Regions from separate parts of the Sus scrofa genome. Here region 2 is linked to region 1. The links are chromatin contacts, called in public HiChIP or PLAC-seq maps. All regions are on one chromosome and are shown on one strand. Each heading gives the region's core, a stretch centred on a gene start, on an enhancer-like site or on the middle of the called end of the contact. The rest is flanking DNA. Distances are from core to core; before and after follow the strand shown.

Region 1 (6,459 bases), core at 1,504-4,003:
AGAGAATTCCCATCGTGGCTCAGGAGAAACGAATCTGACTATCATCCTTGAGGATGCAGGTTCGATCCCTGGCCTTGCTCAGGGGGTCAGGGATTCAGTGTTGCCGTGAGCTGTGGTGTAGGTCACAGATGAGGCTGGGATCTGGTGTTGCTGTGGCTGTGGTGTAGGCTGGCAGCTGTAGCTTCAATTCGACCCCCAGCCTGGGAACCTCCATATGCCTTGGGTGCAGCCCTAAAAAGACAAATAAGTAAATAAGAAGGAGGTGGGGGGCTGGGGGGGAGTGCAGTACAGGTGGGTGCTGAGCAGTCCCCCTGTTTTGTCCAGGCACGGGCAGCAATGCCTGCTACATGGAGGAGATGCGTCACATCGACATGGTAGAAGGTGACGAGGGGCGTATGTGTATCAACATGGAGTGGGGGGCCTTTGGGGATGACGGCGCCCTTGACGACATCCGCACCGAGTTTGACCAGGAGATCGACATGGGCTCTCTGAACCCCGGGAAGCAATTGTGAGCAACCTCCCCTGTGTGCGGTGGGCTGGGGATGGGGGGCGGTGGGGGGCGGCCAGGGCCCGCGGGTGGTCCTCATTTTCACTTTGCAGTCTTATTAGCCCCTCAACATTGCCAAGGCACACGCTGGTTACGGGAATGTTGTGCTTATGACATACACTGTGTCTCTAAGATGCTGAGAGGGATCTGAGACAGACAGAGCAAGCGGACAAGCCAGATCATACATAGGTCACAATTTGGCTGTGTCTCTGAGAGCCATCCTGTTCGAAGGCCCTGTGGCCCTGCTCTTCTTCCTTTCCACCTTCAGTTTGTAAGCTGCCCATAGAAACAGTTTGTGCATCACATAAGAAAATTCATTTTGAGATGGGGAAGATTAGGGATCTTTCGTAGCTCCCACCTTGAGACTGCCCAGAGGATGAGGCTGAGACCATTGGCTTCTAATTCCTGGCCAAGGTTCTGACCCAGATCTCAGGCAGTGTTGGCCGGTGAGCTCGGCTGGGCCCTGCCTCCCACCCCAGCTGTAGGCAGACCCCAGGCCTATGGAAAAGTTGGTTAAGAAAGCCACCTTCCCAGAGTTCCCACCGTGGCTCAGTGGTTAACGAATCCGACTAGGAACCATGAGGTTGTGGGTTCCATCCCTGGCCTTGCTTAGCGAGTTAAGGATCTAGCGTTGCCATGAGCTGTGGTGTATGGCGAAGATATGGCTCTGATCTGGCATTGCCGTGGCTCTGGCGTAGGCTGGTGACTACAGCTCCCATTCGACCCCTAGCCTGGGAACCTCCATATGTCGAGGGTGTGGCCCTAGGAAATACAAAAGAAAAAAACAAAAAACAAAAAAAGAAAGCCACTTTCCCTGCACCTGTGGTCCAGCCAGGGTCCTGGAGTGAACAGAGAGAGAAGGGGCTCTAGCATGCGGCATCTTGAATGTTACACTCTCCAGCTTGGTCAGACTTGGTATTTGGTTACTTTGGACTCTTACAAAACATTATTTCACTCGCAGACATTTGCCTAATGTCCTCATTCAAGATCTTGAGACAGAGGTTGCTGCAAGCTCTGAAGGCAGTTACAAAACATTTTGAGCAATCAGGCTCTCTCTGGCCTCGCTGGTGCTGTGACCATTATAGGAAGTCTTCTGGTGCTGATCCTCGCTTGGAGAGGAAAATCCAGCCTATAAACCAGCTCCATAAAAAGAGCCTTTTTCTTTACAGGGGAAGTCCTCGCTTCCTCAAAGCATAGTTAAAGTCACAAGCTTCTCTCACACATTGAAATGTGAGTCCTTTAATTGTCACGTTCATAGAATACGTGCTGTGTCTGCCATGGCTTGGTGAGAAATTTATAGACCCCAAAACTACTTAAAAAAAAATTTGTTGGAAGGACATATATCCCGATGTGTCCGCTCTCCCTGCAGTTATTATTGGGCTTGAGTGGGAACCTTTTTTCACTCTTTATGTGTTTCTACATAAATATTTCTGAACAGTGAAACAAAGTGTATTGAAAAACTGAAATAAAAACTTTTACCAGAGTTCCCGTCATGGTGCCGTGGTTAACAAATCCGACTAGGAACCATGAGGTTGCAGGTTCGATCCCTGCCCTTGCTCAGTGAATTAAGGATCCGGTGTTGCCCTGAGCTGTGGTGTAGGTCACAGACGCGGCTTGGATCCCGCATTGCTGTGGCTATGGCGTAGGCCAGCGGCTGCAGCTCCAATTGGACCCCTAGCCTGGGAACCTCCATATGCCACAGGAGCGGCCCTAGAAATGGCAAAAAGACCAAAAAAACAAAAAAAACAACTTTTACCACCTACACTCCAGAGCCCTGCTGGCCCCTTCCCCTTTCTCACACAGAACCAGCTATTTTGGAGAAGGTACAGAAGCCAGCAGACATGGGAATTCCTTGCTGTTGGAGCTGGGCTGCCTCTTAGGCCGTGGGCCTGTGATGGTGCTTAAACATTTTAAACATACCTCTGCTCAAGCAGTTTTGCCAGCTCTCCACTGAGCTCCAGTTCCACCATACCTCTTATTAGCTCCCGTTCAGCCATACCTGGCCTTGAGTCTTGAGCAGGTCACTTCCAGCTTCCTCTCTTATAGTTTGCACTGAGTGGCATCAGAATCCCTTCCACACCCCTGCTCCTCTCTCTAGGACCCAGATCTTTTCCCGGATACCCAGACAAGGGCCTTTTGGGCTGGAAGGAATTGTAAGGGCTCGGTTTCTCCCATCACATAATCTGAGGGAGAAAGACTGTCTTCTAAAGAAAACAGTGTCACCTAGTGTTGAAAAAATAAATTACCTGCCTGCCCTCGGCGATGTAGTCTCCTGCCTGCTCAGAAGCTTCTGACTTCTCCCTCCCAGATTCCCAAGACCACCTGATGCCTAGAGCTGCTTCTTATTGGTCTCAGCCTGCCCTTCAATTCTCCTCGCGCCCCCATCTTCCTGCCCAGGGTCGTTTTTACAGTTTTCTCAAGAATCCACAAACCGGAGTTCCCGTCGTGTCACAGTGGTTAACGAATCCAACTAGGAACCGTGAGGTTGCGGGTTCAATCCCTGGCCTTGCTCAGTGGGCTAAGGATCCGGCATTGCCATGAGCTGTGATGTGGGTTGCAGACGCAGCTAGGATCCCAAGTTGCTGTGGCTACAGCTCCGATTCGACCCCTTGCCTGGGAACCTCCATATGCCGCAGGAGCAGCCCAAAAAATGGCAAAAAGACAAAAAAAAAAAAAAAAAAAAAATCCACAAATGGCCCACGAGGTGTGTGAGGTGATGAGTTGCTGGGCCTATGCCTCAAATTTAATCAGACTGATTACCTGTATGCACCCCCCCCCCCCCGTTAGTACATAAATATTGAGGTTCTATATAAGATTTTATTTTAAGGAGCATTTTCTTGCTAGAGGAAAAAAAATTCATTAAAAATTTATTAAAAATCACTACCTTATACATTACTCAGTTTACCTCAAATTTAGGCTGTTCCAGGATGCCCCACACTCCCTGGATATTTGGTTTGGCTGCTAAAAATCCATCCTTCTTGGAATTCCCGCTCTGGCTCAGCAGGTTAAGAACCTGACTAGTTCCCATGAGGATATGGATTTGACCCCTGTCCTTTATCAGTGGGTGAAGGATCTGGCATTGCCATGAGCTCTGGTGTAGGTCACAGATGTGGCTGGGATCTGGTGTTGCTGTGACATAGGCCAGCAGCTGCAGCTCTAATTTGACCCCCAGCCTGGGAACTTCCATGTGCTGCAAGTGTGGCCCTAAAAAATTTAAAAAAAAAAATCCAAAAAACCCATCCTTCTCCATGTTCACCCACCTGCAGAGCCAGCCTGGGTTCCTGGCTCCTCCAGCCCCACCCCTGCCCAGCTCTCACTTCTATAGGCATCTCGCTCCTAGTAGGCACCATGCAAGTTAGTGCTTTGTCCTGCATCAGCCTCACGTGTATGCGTGTTGCTCCCACAAGGAAGGTGTGAGGTCAGCGGCAGCAGGGACTTTATTTTGTTGGTGTGTCTCTCCCTCCAGATTTGAGAAGATGATCAGTGGCTTGTACATGGGGGAGCTGGTGAGGTTGATCCTGGTGAAGATGGCCAAGGAGGAGCTGCTTTTCGGGGGGAAGCTCAGTCCTGAACTCCTTGCCACGGGCCACTTTGAGACCAAAGATGTTTCGGATATTGAAGGGTAAGCTTCGGGTCTCTCTCTGTTCCCTGGATCCCTGGAAGGGTGGTCAGGCAGCTGGGGAATGAAGACGAGGCACAGGCCCTTGACCCTTCAAATGTGGATGGCAAAAGGATCTCACCCAGCATGGCCATGGCAGCCTGTGGCTGGACTTCACTTGCCAGGGAGTCTCCACTCTTGGCTGCTGGGAATGTGCTGCCTACCCAAGTGACCTGCCGTGTTGGGGACCACTGGCCCCCATGCAGGGATTTGCACTTTTGCACTTGCGTTCCTGCCGGGCACATGGGCCTCAGCTTATTGCTGGAGGCTCCCCGTGGGCTCCTTAATGACTTGTTTGCATCGATTCCCTCTCCATTCTCCTGAAGCACTGATGTTTGATTCCCTTTTGGCAATTTTCAAAAAGGGCTCTGTCCTGACCCCTGCCTCATAACAGAAAAATAGGTCCTTGGATGGCTCTGAGACTGACCCATTTAAGTTCTGAAAGTTAGGAGCTGAGGCCTGAATTTTCACAGAGCAGCAGGGGTGGGAGTGAGGACGGCCTGATTTTTCTTTTTCAGTTAGCAATATCCAAAGAGTTGGGCCTGGTTACCTGTTTTGGGGTTTTTTTATTTGTTTGTTTTTTGTAACTTTTTAGGGCTGCACCTGTGGCACATGGAGGTTCCCAAGCTAGGGGTCAAATCAGAGCTACAGCTGTCAGCCTACACCACAGCCACAGCAATGCAAGATCTGAGCCATGTCTGTGACCTACACCACAGTTCACGGCAACATCAGATCCTTAACCCACTGAACGAGGCCAGGGATCGAACCTGAGACCTCATGGTTCCTAGTTGGGTTCATTTCTGCTGCACCACAACAGGAACTCTCTGGTTACCTGTTCTTGAGGTTTCCACTTGTTACTTGAGGAGGCCTTATTGTTTTAGGGGTCAGTGGTGGAGAGGAGGTGATTTTGGTTCTAAAGAGAGGAGTAAGCCAGTTCAAATAACTTTATGTGGAATTCTTGAAGGAACTACACCTGCTTGTTAAACTCAGAGGGGATGAAAATACTCATATTTCTGTGGTACTTAGATCCCCTAAGAGGACTAATCTCAAAGCACCGACCCTTTATCACTATTTTTAGATGCCAGTTAAAGCAGTGTCTGCCTGCATTGAGATACAGCGTCTGCTGCAGCCGAGGGCTTTCCTTGTCAGCCCACATACTGGCCACACTGAGTGGACACCTGCCCACACACTGTTTCTGTTTCTGTTTTCCAGGGAGAAGGATGGCATCCGGAAGGCCCGGGAGGTCCTGGTGCGGCTGGGCCTGGACCCGACACAGGAGGACTGTGTGGCCACTCACCGGGTCTGCCAGATCGTGTCCACACGCTCAGCCAGCCTGTGTGCGGCCACACTGGCGGCCGTGCTACGGCGCATCAAGGAGAACAAGGGCGAGGAGCGGCTGCGCTCCACCATCGGCGTGGACGGCTCTGTCTACAAGAAACACCCCCAGTGAGCCAGCACGCAGAGCGCTTGGGGACCTCAGAGGGCTTGACTTTCTGGGAACTCTGTTTCATGATGTGGGGTGGTGGAGATGGGCCATGGAGTTGAGGCTCTTTGTAGAATACAGGTTCTCAGCTGGGCAGGTGGGAGCTGGGGGTGTGTCCCGTGGGTAGAGGCTGTAGTCAGACGCTCCTGGCTGCTGGGGGCTCCTTGTCTGCATGCTTATTTGCAGCTTCTCTGGCTCTGCTGGCTTTTGCATGGATCCCATCTTGCCCTCCACGTTTTGACCCCTCGGTCATATGTGCTGAAATACTCAGATTTCAGTTGGGATCTAAATGGTAGCTCTCTATTATTGCATCTGCTTACTCTCCCATCGTTTTCACCTAATCTGAGTACCAGCTCAGTGGGCCTTCATTAAATGAAGATCTCAGCCCTTCCATTGCCTAGGCTCCTGGTCTAGTGCTTCAGAAATTCTAAAGTGTGCATGCATTACTCAGGATCTTGTTAAGAGACAGATTCTGATTCAGAAGGTCTGGATTTAGCCTGAGATTTATCTCTAACAGCCCCCAGCAAAGCTGCTGGCCCACACACCACACTTGGAGTAACGAGGCCTTGGAGACTGTGGCTTCTCGGAGGCACCACACAAGAATTTCTTGCTGAAGACATCCATTGCCTTTAGCTGTTCAGATCCCTTGGGATCGTTGGCAGAAACTGGCCAAAGAGAGGCCAAAGTCCAGAAGAGCCTCTTGATGTTTTCCTTTGGGGTCTTTCCCAGGCAGCAGCTAATGAAATGAGTGGTGACAGCTGAATAGTGTTG
Region 2 (6,099 bases), core at 3,563-6,062, 130 kb before region 1:
ATGGGTAAGGCCCTAAAAAAGAAAAAAAAAAAAAGTACAGTAGAGGAACACAGGTAAGTTCTTGGATAAGCAGGTAAGGCAGCCTACAAAGTCAGCTACAGTACTGTAAGCTTCCCAAGGCTCCGGGGCTACCCTGCACATGCAGAAGCCTCCCAGTGACCATTCCTGGGGTGACATGGATGTGGATATACTCTGGGGAAGGAGGTCGAAGGCCCTGGGAAGCAGGAATTGCACTTTACAGTTGGAAGTGTGGGCCTGGTGAGCACATGGGGAGCTGTGTGTTGATGCTGAGAGGCCTGGAGTCAGCTCTGGGATCTTAGGCAGTTTTCTCTCAGCATTTCCATCTTATGTGAGGGGTGGGGTGGGGGGCGAACTTTGAGGTTTCTCTCTCTCTCTCTCATTCTTTTTTTTTTTTTTTTTTTTTTTTTTTTTGTCTTTTGTCTTTTTAGGGCCACACCTGTGGCATATGGAGGTTCCCAGGCTAGGGGTCAAATTGGAGCTGTAGTCGCTGGCCTACGCCACAGCCACAGCAACGCCAGACCTGAGCCGCATCTGCAACCTACACCACAGCTCATGGCAACACCGGATCCTTAACCCACTGAGCAGGGCCAGGGATTGAACCCGTAACCTCATGGTTCCTAGTCAGATTTGTTTCTGCTGCACCACGGCGGAAACTCCTCATTTTTTTTTTTTTTTTTGGCTGCATTTACACCCTGGGCATGTTGAAGTTACCAGGCCAGGGATCAATTTCATCCCACAGCAGTGACAATACCAGATCCTTAACCTGCTGCACCACCAGGGAACTCCTGAGGTTTCTCTCTCTCTTTTTTCCTTTTTTGGCTACACCCACAGCATAAGGACGTTCCCAGGCCAGGGACTGAATCCAAGCCGCAGGTGTGATCTATGCCACAGCTGTGGCAATGCCAGATCCTTAACCTGTCATGCCACAGTGGGAACTCCCTGAGGTTCCTCTCTTTAATGAGGAGTTTTCAGGTGGTGTCGAATCTCTCTCCTGAGATGAATATTATTAAAAAATTCCTGTGAATACACAGTATCTTATGCGTGTGGAGCTTCAGAAACACTTTCCATTGCTTGTTTGCATTTGGAAGTATATTTCAGCTTATTTTACACAGCACAGCTTTTTTCATATTACATGGTAATTGAGTGATGATGTGGGGGGACCTTCCAGGTAGAACCCCCATCACTTTCACAGCAGACATACCACCTATGGGCCTTAAGGAGCAAAACAAGAAAGTTGGTGTCTATCAAGGGGACAGGAAAGGACAGGCCTGGAGAACAGTGTGTGGTCAGCAGGCACTGAAGCTCCAGGAGGTCGCCGTGAGAGAGGATAACCTGGACAGCTGGCACAAGCAGGTGGCCTGCAGCTGGCTCTGGTCTGGCTACTCAGTGTTTGTTCGTTTGTTTGCCACATCCCTGGCATGTGGAAGTTCTCGGGCCAGAGACTCAACCTGCTCCAGAGCAGTGACCTGAGCCACAGCAGTGAAAATGCCAGGTCCTTAACCTCTAGGCTACCAGGGAACTCCACCATCACAGTGTTTTAAAGAAATGCAAAATAGCTGCTAAAATTAAAAATCAGGATATTTCACATTAAAAGTCACCGTTTGGGGCTTCTGTGGAAAAATGGGCAGATTCAGTTGAAAAATGAGTATCCTGTATTCCCATCTGGCCACCTTTTGCCAGATGCCCCTTCATAAGGGGCCACACTTTCCAGTCCAGCCCAGGGCCCACTCCACCTGCTTCCCTCATCCCTGTCACCTGCGTTTGTGGGCCCCTTACCTAAGTACTCAACCCACTGCTTTCCTCTATGTGGGAGCCAAGTTATGACTGACAAACTTATGGGCAATTAAATTTCCCAAATGTGACTGGAATCTGACCTAATCTGAATTGTACCACAAGGAGTTGCTAAAACATGTGAGATTTTGTACATATCGGTGGATCTTATTTTCCATCATTGACGGTGAGTGCAGGTCGTCCATGCTGGGGTCGCTTGTTCCATGCCAGGCACTGGTCTGAGTATTTTAACTGCCACAGGCACCTCATGCATGAGGTGGCTACTAATTTCCCATCTCGTACATGGAGAAACGGAGGCTCAAAAAGATGAAGCAACCTGCTCTGTGTCATACAGCAGGGAAACAGCAGGACTGGGATGGGAACCCAGGTAGTCGAGTTCAGAGACCATAACCCCACCTACCCCACGGCACCTCCTGCCACCTCAGGCATCTCCGCGTCTGTCTTCTCCTGTGTGAGAGGTAAGCCACTCATCCTTGCCTCACAGGCAGCAAATGAGACCAGGTTCGAGAAAGCACTTGCTAAACTGCTACGTGCTCTATAAATATTAGTCATCACTAGTAAATACTCTAACGTGTAGGTCAGGAGTCACCCCGTAAACCTGTGGTCAAGGCTGCCAGCTTGTCCGTCTCTCTCCAGCTGTGACTCTGTGGCCTTGAGGTTGGCCGGGGCGGGGGGGTGCATATCTCTAGCCCTGACTCTTGACATTCCAACATGGGGGGAGCCAGGAATCAATTAGAGGTGACACTGCAGGATGGTAGCTGAGGTCTGGGGCCGGTTTTCAAAGGCATAAAGACTAGCTTATTTCAACTCGCCTCCTCACACCACGGAGGTAAGTTCACCCACAGCCACTGCTCCTGGTGGGAGGTCCAGGCTTGCCCAGGACAGAGAGACTGGGGCCTTCCCACCCTCTCCCCGAGCAGCTCCTGGGCATCCACGTGTGGCCGTGCAGTTTGTGGCCGGCACACAGATGCCGACCAAGGGACTGAGTGGCCACTGAAATCTACTTCATGCTCTGTTCTCCAGTTGTGTGTCCTGCCGAGGGGGCCCTGCAGGAGGAAGCAGAGTCTTTCTCTTCATACAAAGGAACCATGAGTACCTCTGGGGTGTTTGCCCAACTTGTCTGCCCCAAGGGGGGCGCCATTTCAGTTCATATGAGGACCCCGTGTGGGCCAGAGGGGGCCCTGGTTGTGTACCCAAAGAGACAGATGACAGACTCCTTTGCTGCCCAGGAGCTCACCCTCTATCTCCAGCTCCCAATTCTCCTCCTCCTTCTCTGGGCCTTGGGGACCCTCTGGGGCGGGCTCACAGTTCTCCACCCCAATCCACAGTCTCCATAACTCCCCCTCTTCTGCCCTCCCCCATCTGATCCAAGACAAGGTGATCCAGGGCCTGCTCCCAAGATCCAAGGCCCGAACCCCATCTGCTTCCCCTTTGGCCTCTGTTCCTGGGTTCCTTTCCGACAATCTCCTAGGACTCCTGCCTCCCTGACTATACCTTCCAGTTGCCCAGCTCCAAGGCTGGAGAATTCTCCTAAATCCCCAAGTTCAGCCGCCTGACCAGACTTCCAAAAGTGGCTCTGTTGATACTGCTCACTCTCTGTCCACCTGCGAGGCTGACCCCGGCTGGGTCCCACATGATTCATTATCTGCTTCCACTGGGCTGGTAACTGCCTGTGACAGTGACCTCCAACCTCACCTGTCTGGCTGAGCATGTGGATTAGGTGAGCCACAGGGTCACTTCCTGTGTTACCCATCCCACACCAATGGTGAAACTGTGCTGGTTCAGGCCCTCCCTGCTAGACTGTCTTGTGAGTAAATAAACATGCAGACAAGCCCAGAGCGATGACCCACTGGAGCAGTAATTCTTTACTTGTGTCTGCCCAGTGCCCTGAGGAATCTACTCAAGGCACCAGCATACAGGAGGTGCTCAGGGAATAGTTTCTGGACTTTTTTGGCTGCCAATACTGTCGCCATTCTTAACTGGAAGATGATTCAGAATTTTTGCAGGTGGGTGTGGTGGTGGTTGGAGGAAATTTAAAAAATTTCCTCTCCTCCTGCTGAGAATCACAAATGTCCCCTATCCCATGCTCCCTTAGAGGCATGTCCTCTTGGAATCACTGCACTTGTGGTTTTTTGTTGACCTGAGTTCGGATGTGACAAGCTCTATACGTGAGAAGGGTAGGTCCCTCTTTTTCCAACTTGCTGTTTTCTGTACCACCTTCAATAGTGATGATTTTTTTTTCTTTTGGTCTTTTTAGGGCCACACCCAGGGCATACAGAGGTTCCCAGGCTAGAGGTCGAATCGAAGCTATAGCTGCCAACATACATCACAGCTCACAGCAACACCAAATCCTTAACCCACTAAGTGAGGCCAGGGATGGAACCTGCATGCTCATGGATGCTAGTCAGATTCGTTTCTGCTGAGCCATGACGGGAACTCCCCCAGTAGTGATGCTTTTACTCCTATCAGCTTGGCTCCATGCCTTTGCTCAGTAGATGGTTTGCAGGCCCAAGACGGTTGTACCCTGAACTTGCCCCAAGCTTGGTCTGGCTCTTAAGCCGCAGCATTGAGCTGAAGTGGATGAGAGATTCAGCATCCCTAATCTTCCTCCCCCCAGACCCAAGCTGCCTGAAGATCCCAAGGCCAGTGGTCCTCAGGAAGGTGCCCCATTCCTCCCTGCCAGAGGCTGGGGAAGAGCCCCCTGCCAGTCTCCAGCCCAGGGGTGCTCAGTACCAGTCACGGGAACAGAAAGTCAAGCTTGGGGATGTCAGAGATGTTGGCTTTGTCACATCCTCCGCTCTCCCCTTACAGAGGCAGACAGAAAGAGCACTGATAATCCCTGTCAATACTCTGGTCTGGAAAGTGACAGGGCACACAGGGCCAGGCCAGATGGGAAGCCAGAAATCTTACTGCCCAGTGGCCCGACTCTCTAAGGCTTTAGAGGGGTCACTCTGGGGCTTCTCCGTAGCTGGGCTTTCTCTGATGACTTCATCGGTTCAGAGTTGTGCAAGTCTCCCGCTCCCGCCCACACCCACGCCGTACTCAGCCTGGCAGGGGCCTGACTCATGCCCACGTGATTGGGCAACCAGTTTTTGGAGACTGATCTTGGCAAGAGGAGTGGTGAGGTGAGGCTCAGGGCTGACTGGGAATAGCATCCACCACGTACTCACGTGGGTCTCACCCAGGCAGGTGCTTGCATGAAACAAGAGACAACAGATTACGTGGTCTTTTTCCTCTTACTCCCGTGATCCATACTCCTCCCCCACTCAGGAACCCCGGGCCCACATGCAGCGGCCCCTTTCTCCCAATGGTCAGCTCTTCTACCCAGCCCCCATGGGGACCATACTCGGTGCTAAAGACTCTACATTCAATCCTCCTCTCTCCATCTCTCTCATTAGACCCCACACCTCCTAGGGCCTCCAAACTGCTGGGCTTCTCATCTCACCCCAAGCCCTTCCTCTGAGGCCCCGACTCTTCCAGGAATCACTTGCCTGCCTGCTCGCTTGGCCTCTACGTGTCCGTGTTATGTGCGCGCGCACGCGCACAAGCCCCCCCTTTTGGTGCTCTGATTAATTTCCTCTTAGGCAGTTGGTTAGGTTGGAAAGGCACTGATAAACTTCGTCACGCCACCTGGGGAAGAAAATCGCTGTTGTATATTGCCGTCATTCCCCGTAGCATCTGCATGCCCTAAGTGTAAGACCGAGAACGCTCTACAATGATAGGATCTCATTCATTAGCGACAGGTCTGTAGTGGGGGGGAAAGGGTGGTGGTGGAATTTGCAGGTGTCTTCCTGTTCACTATCAAGGCATCCCCCAATTGCCTCTCTCCAGGCTTCGAAAACCCCGAGCCCAGCAATGCATGTGTTCAAACATGGTCCTAATGCAATACTGGCTAACGTGTGTTTGAGGTCTGGTAAAATTTTCTTTGTATTCCCCCCTTCATAGAAATTGGTTTATCTCCAGCTCTGCTTTTTCAACCAGATGCTCTCAGCCCTGACTGTTTAACATGTTGTGGGTGAGAAAGAAAGAAGAAGGGAAAAAAGTAACAATTTTTTGTAAGCATAATTATGTCTTAACATAAAGTTGCCTGAGAAAGGGCTAGAAAACACCTTAAAGAAATATATACATATTAATGAGGGTTTTCTTGTTCACTCTTTTAAAAATTAAATGATATTCTGCTTGCCTCTCCTTTAAAAAAAAAAAAAAGAAAAAAAATATACATAAATGTCCCAGAGAATCTGACAAATTCCTCTTTTTTTTCTTTCACTTTTTAGGGCCACACCCACG

The links. HiChIP or PLAC-seq counts read pairs in DNA pulled down with a chosen protein or histone mark.
Region 2: an H3K27ac HiChIP or PLAC-seq map of alveolar macrophages shows a contact between it and region 1. The contact joins two enhancer-like sites. A contact is called at or near these places in 10 of 47 Hi-C or Micro-C datasets (alveolar macrophages, blood, embryonic fibroblasts and 4 more) and 1 of 2 datasets of contacts at active chromatin or transcription factors (alveolar macrophages).

What each region holds. Positions count from the first base shown.
Region 1 is chr3:68,171,100-68,177,558 of Sscrofa11.1, reverse strand. It overlaps HK2 (hexokinase 2), which reads left to right. Exons shown (of 18, transcript NM_001122987.1): 7 at 325-508; 8 at 4,014-4,169; 9 at 5,418-5,651. Among named protein-coding and RNA genes, the nearest start is that of HK2, 57 kb to the left of the region's middle. Within about 2 kb of position 2,753, at least 5 of the 83 cell types and tissues checked have an H3K27ac peak or open chromatin away from gene starts, as enhancers often do. A contact at or near this core is called in alveolar macrophages, where this site is marked.
Region 2 is chr3:68,305,999-68,312,097 of Sscrofa11.1, reverse strand. No RefSeq gene overlaps it. Among named protein-coding and RNA genes, the nearest start is that of HK2, 78 kb to the right of the region's middle. Within about 2 kb of position 4,812, at least 23 of the 83 cell types and tissues checked have an H3K27ac peak or open chromatin away from gene starts, as enhancers often do. A contact at or near this core is called in alveolar macrophages, where this site is marked.